2 separate regions of the Rattus norvegicus genome follow, and region 1 is linked to region 2. Evidence: chromatin contacts called from public Hi-C data. All regions are on one chromosome and are shown on one strand. Each heading gives the region's core, a stretch centred on a gene start, on an enhancer-like site or on the middle of the called end of the contact. The rest is flanking DNA. Distances are from core to core; before and after follow the strand shown. Region 1 holds the start of Foxf2 (forkhead box F2). Region 2 holds the start of Foxc1 (forkhead box C1).

What was found. Hi-C and Micro-C count contacts between places; a contact is called where the count stands out from the background.
Region 1: a Hi-C map of prefrontal cortex shows a contact between it and region 2, with 2.9 times the contacts expected there. The contact joins the promoter of Foxf2 here to the promoter of Foxc1 in region 2. A contact is called at or near these places in 2 of 12 Hi-C or Micro-C datasets (frontal cortex and prefrontal cortex).

The regions. Positions count from the first base shown.
Region 1 is chr17:33,049,801-33,052,531 of GRCr8, reverse strand. Foxf2 (forkhead box F2) reads left to right here and starts at 1,273. Exons shown (of 2, transcript NM_001400749.1): 1 at 1,273-2,731. The coding sequence starts at 1,644. LOC120097779 (a long non-coding RNA gene) reads right to left here and starts at 1,242. Exons shown (of 3, transcript XR_005495507.2): 1 at 674-1,242.
Region 2 is chr17:32,842,721-32,845,420 of GRCr8, reverse strand. It overlaps Foxc1 (forkhead box C1), which reads left to right and starts at 1,321. Exons shown (of 1, transcript NM_134338.2): 1 at 1,321-2,700. The coding sequence starts at 1,878.

The sequences.
Region 1 (2,731 bases), core at 24-2,523, 210 kb before region 2:
CCCTTGTGTGGTCAGGCCTACTTCAGCCTGCAACTCTCTTTGCAGCCCCTGTCCGAGGTCAGACTACATTTCCCCGCACGTGTAATCCAATAACTAACTGTCGGGTCTCATTGGAATGATTTCTCCCGAGGGCCATCTCTCTCTGAGCCGACTCTTACCGAGAGGAATAAGCCACAACTGGAGGAGTGTTCTCGAATGAAGTGAGCTTGGCCATGGTACATTGGGGGGCGGGAAGACTGACACTGTAAACCCACTGGCTGCTGCGCTTACCTTCCGTGTTGATGATAAATACAACTATCTCCTCACCTCAGGCAGGCTCTCCCTCTCCCTCTCTCTCCCTCTACTACTCTCTCCATGACGTGGAAATGACAATCAGTGGAAGGTGGAAGTAAATAAAAATCGGAATCCATTCGACTCAAGAGAGTCCCAAGTCCCTAAAAGTTGGCCCAGGTTTCTCCACCCAAACCCCAGTGCTCAGCTGAAAATATGCTCATAACTGCCCTGGGCACAGCTCAAAGGCGCCCTGGACTTGCCCTCTGCTATGACCTCTCAGAAGCCTGCATGTCCAGCCAGAGAGAGAAAGAGAGGGAGAGAGAGGGAGAGAGAGGGAGAGAGAGGGAGAGAGAGGGAGAGAGAGGGAGAGAGAGAGAGAGACCCAGGATTGGCACATTACCTTGGGACGTCTGGCACCCTGGCGTGTGGCTGAGGGCCGCACTGTCTAAATGAAGTTGACAGATGGTGTCAGTTCGGGCACTGGGGACCGTAGCTAAGGAAGCTCTTCCAGGGCACTGTCTCCCCAAAACTCAGTCCCCACAGGGTCCGGCGGGGGTGGAGGAGGGGCAGGGTGTGTCCACTCACGGGTTGCGGGGTTGGGGCACTTCTGTGATAAGAAACGGGCTGCTGGAAGGGACAGAGAATGAATTGCTGAAGTCAGAGGTAGTCGAGTCTTGCCAGGATTGGGAGTTCTCCTCCCAGCAGAATGCCTGAGGATCTGTAGCCCTGGCTTTGAAGAGGGCAGATGGGGAAAGGGAAAGAGCCCGAAAGGAATTTGTAGTGCGAGCAGGACCCCGGAGAGTCCGGGAGGCGATAAGAGCAGAAGCCCGCAGCCAGGTCCAGAGGGGGAGGAGTGACGCGAGCCCAGTGCGCCCTCCCCGTGGCGGGCGGCGCGGAGCGAGGAGGGGGCAGGGCGGGGTGGGGTGGAGGGAGGGAGCGAGGGAGGGAGGGAGCGAAGCGGCCGCGGGGAGGGCGCGCCAGGGAGGAAGTCCAAGAGACAGAGAGAGGAGCACTCCTGAAAGAAGACGACGGGCTAGTCCCCGGGGTCCGGGCTGAGATCTTGGCTCGAGGGCGCAACTGTCCGGCCCCAGGCAGCGTCGCCTCGGTGGCTTAGGAGACGGTTGCGCAAGGCGCGGGCCGGAGGCTCGGAAGAGGGATGCGCGGGGCGTTGCCTTCGACCCGCCGCCGCCGCCCGAAGCCCCAGAAGAGCTGAGGGAGGCGACGCCGAAGCGCTGGCCCGCAGTGGCCCCGGCTGCAGCGCGGCCGGCGCAGTAGGGCACTCACTCGGTTTGTGGACCGACCCGGCTCCGGCGCCGCCAATCTCCGTCCGGGGTCCACCCCCCAGGCCGGGCCTTGCTCCCGGCTCCCAGATGAGCACCGAGGGCGGGCCTCCGCCACCCCCGCCGCGCCCGCCGCCTGCCCCACTCCGCCGCGCGTGCAGCCCGGCGCCCGGCGCGCTCCAGGCCGCCTTGATGAGCCCGCCACCCGCCGCCACCCTGGAGTCCACCTCGTCGTCGTCCTCTTCATCCTCTGCTTCCTGTGCCTCGTCTTCTTCCAACTCGGTCAGCGCCTCGGCGGGTGCTTGCAAGAGTGCGGCGAGCAGCGGCGGCACAGGCGCTGGGAGTGGGGGCACTAAGAAGGCGACCTCCGGGCTGCGACGGCCAGAGAAGCCTCCTTACTCGTACATCGCGCTCATCGTCATGGCCATACAGAGCTCGCCCAGCAAACGCCTGACGCTCAGCGAGATCTACCAGTTCCTGCAGGCGCGCTTCCCTTTTTTCCGTGGCGCCTACCAGGGCTGGAAGAACTCTGTGCGCCACAACCTCTCGCTTAACGAATGCTTCATCAAGCTGCCCAAGGGCCTCGGGCGACCGGGCAAGGGCCACTACTGGACCATCGACCCGGCCAGCGAGTTCATGTTCGAGGAGGGTTCGTTCCGCCGGCGTCCGCGCGGCTTCAGGCGGAAGTGCCAGGCTCTCAAACCCATGTACCATCGCGTGGTGAGCGGCTTGGGCTTCGGGGCCTCGCTACTGCCCCAGGGCTTCGACTTCCAAGCGCCCCCGTCAGCGCCCCTGGGTTGCCACGGCCAGGGCGGCTATGGTGGCCTCGACATGATGCCCGCAGGGTATGATACAGGGGCGGGTGCTCCGGGCCACGCGCACCCACACCACCTCCACCACCATCACGTCCCCCACATGTCGCCCAACCCGGGCTCCACCTATATGGCCAGCTGCCCGGTACCCGCAGGTCCTGCGGGCGTCGGTGCGGCAGCGGGTGGCGGCGGTGGCGGCGGTGACTATGGGCCGGACAGCAGCAGCAGCCCTGTGCCCTCATCCCCGGCCATGGCAAGCGCCATCGAGTGCCATTCGCCCTATACTAGCCCTGCGGCACATTGGAGCTCGCCTGGCGCTTCACCTTACCTCAAGCAGCCGCCTGCCCTGACGCCAAGCAGTAATCC
Region 2 (2,700 bases), core at 72-2,571:
CAAGGTGAAAAGTAAGTCACAAACACTTTTTCACAGGCTCTCAAACCCATCTTCAAGTAAAGGACTTGGTGTCCACTCTGTCAGAATTTTTTCTGGACCAGTTGCTGAAATGCAGGGTTGTTTTGCAGTCAGAGGGAGGCCTATCCTCTCAGACCCTCCATTTCCCCCATCTCATCTCTACCCATCCTGTTCCAGTCATCCAGAGGCTGCAGACTTGAGGTCTAATCACGAATTTCAAGGATCATTCAGGGATTATCTATCAGAATCTTTGAGCTGTCTTGTAGGTACAATTCTGAACACTTCCTCCAACTCAGACTCTATGAGGCAGCTGCCCTAGGATGGGCAGAGGCGGAGAGTGGCTTGGGGGAAGCCTTAAGCTCTTGGGCATATTTATCTGACTCTTCTTCATCACAACTGCTAATGTCACCAAGCCCTTTTGAACTTAACTGGCCCTATGAGCCAAAATGTGCTGGTCAGGACAAAGGGACAACGAGTGGTTTGTTGAGGAAACTTTTGGAATCGTCTTAGCCCGAACTCTCTAGTTCCTTTAAGCCCTGGAACGGAACGCTCGTGAACTCCGTGCTCCTCAATGTGGCCTACATAGTCTATCAGTTTTTTTAAAAAAAAAGTCTGAAATTTCTATCCTCTCCGATTACAGCTAGCAGGGAGTGGGGCGAGGCACCGAAATACCATCTTCTTCCTCACTGGAACCCCCGCGGCTGTGACCGAGCCTCTGAAACCTAAAGTCGGACTGGAGAACCTGCGGGTGAAGAGTGGATGGGATGTCAATGTGACCCGCGATAGCAGAGAGAGGGATGTTACGAAAAGGAGAGACCAAGGGATAGGGGGAGGGTTGGGAAGGCCGGAGAAATCCCGGCGCTGGAGACAGCAAGATAGACTAAGGAGTGAGGCAGATCCTGTGCGAAGAGAGACTCGAGGGCTCCGTGGAGGACTGGGAACTGTGGACGCAGGAAGGGTCCTGGGGCCAGTGAGGACTCCGAAAGTCTGCAGTCCCCGAGAACGTCAGGGGGTGAAGGGCAGTGTCTGGCAGTGAGTGGGTGGGTGCGGTAGTAGGACCGACCGCGGGCTGCGGGCAGGGGCGCGGGCGCCGGGCCCGGGCAGCCGGCGCGCGTGTGGTCAGCCCCGCGGTCCTCCAGCAGCCAGGAGCGGGCCGGCGGAGCTCGGCCGCTGGCTCATTCACAGGCGTCTCTCGCCTCCCATTGGCTGCCGCCTCCGTAGTGGGGCGGGGCTCCGCTGCCCGGAAAAAAATGTAACTGCGTAAAAAAGTCCTAGCCTGGGTGACGGATGCTCAAAAGTTCAGAAGTTTTCCCAATGCTTCCTTAAGCGGCCGGCGCAAGAGACTGAGAAAAGGTGACGCGGGGGCCCGGGAAGGCGGCCGGCGCGCTGCCCCCGCCCCTGGTTATTTGGCCGCCTTAGCTAGCAGCCCCGAGCAGTGTCTCCTGGAAGGCGCAGGCAGTGGCGAGCAGGGCGCCTTCTTATTTTTATTTTTTTAATTTTTTTTGAACTTTTGTCTTTTTTTTTTTTTTTTTTTTTGCCCCGACTGCGCCTGGAAGTTGCTCTGAACGTTCCTCCGAGGCGGCTTGCGGAATCCTCGTCCGGCCCTCTCCCGGTTGCAGCGACCCTCCCTCGCCGCCCGCGCGGGAACTGAGTGGGCAGCGAGGCGCCAGGCGAGCGCAGGGAGAGGCCGAGCAGCCCCGGGCGCAAGGAGGCGGCCGCGGCCCGGACAGACGCAGCGCGGCGGGGCCCGCAGCAGCTCGGCGCGGCCGGGACTCGGACTCGGGGGCCGGTGCGGCGCGGCCCGGCCCGAGCGAGGGTGGGGGGCGGCGGACTGCGCCTGGCGGCGGCGAGCCGGGGCCATGCAGGCGCGCTACTCGGTGTCCAGCCCCAACTCCCTGGGAGTGGTGCCCTACCTCGGCGGCGAGCAGAGCTACTATCGCGCTGCCGCGGCGGCGGCCGGGGGCGGCTACACCGCCATGCCGGCCCCTATGAGCGTGTACTCGCACCCTGCTCACGCCGAGCAGTACCCGGGCGGCATGGCGCGCGCCTACGGGCCTTATACGCCGCAGCCGCAGCCCAAGGACATGGTGAAGCCTCCCTACAGCTACATCGCTCTTATCACCATGGCTATCCAGAATGCCCCGGACAAGAAGATCACCCTGAATGGCATCTACCAGTTCATCATGGACCGCTTTCCCTTCTATCGGGACAATAAGCAGGGCTGGCAGAACAGCATACGGCACAACCTCTCGCTTAATGAGTGCTTCGTCAAGGTGCCCCGCGACGACAAGAAGCCAGGCAAGGGCAGCTACTGGACGCTGGACCCGGACTCCTACAACATGTTCGAGAACGGCAGCTTCCTGCGGCGGCGGCGGCGCTTCAAGAAGAAGGACGCGGTGAAGGACAAGGAGGAGAAGGGCCGACTGCACCTCCAGGAACCGCCGCCGCCGCAGGCCGGCCGCCAGCCCGCGCCCGCGCCCCCGGAACAGGCCGAGGGCTCCGCTCCCGGGCCACAGCAGCCACCCGTGCGCATCCAGGACATCAAGACGGAGAACGGTACGTGTCCCTCGCCGCCCCAGCCCCTGTCCCCGGCTGCCGCCCTAGGCAGCGGCAGTGCGGCCACAGTGCCTAAAATCGAGAGTCCCGACAGCAGCAGCAGCAGCCTGTCGAGCGGGAGCAGCC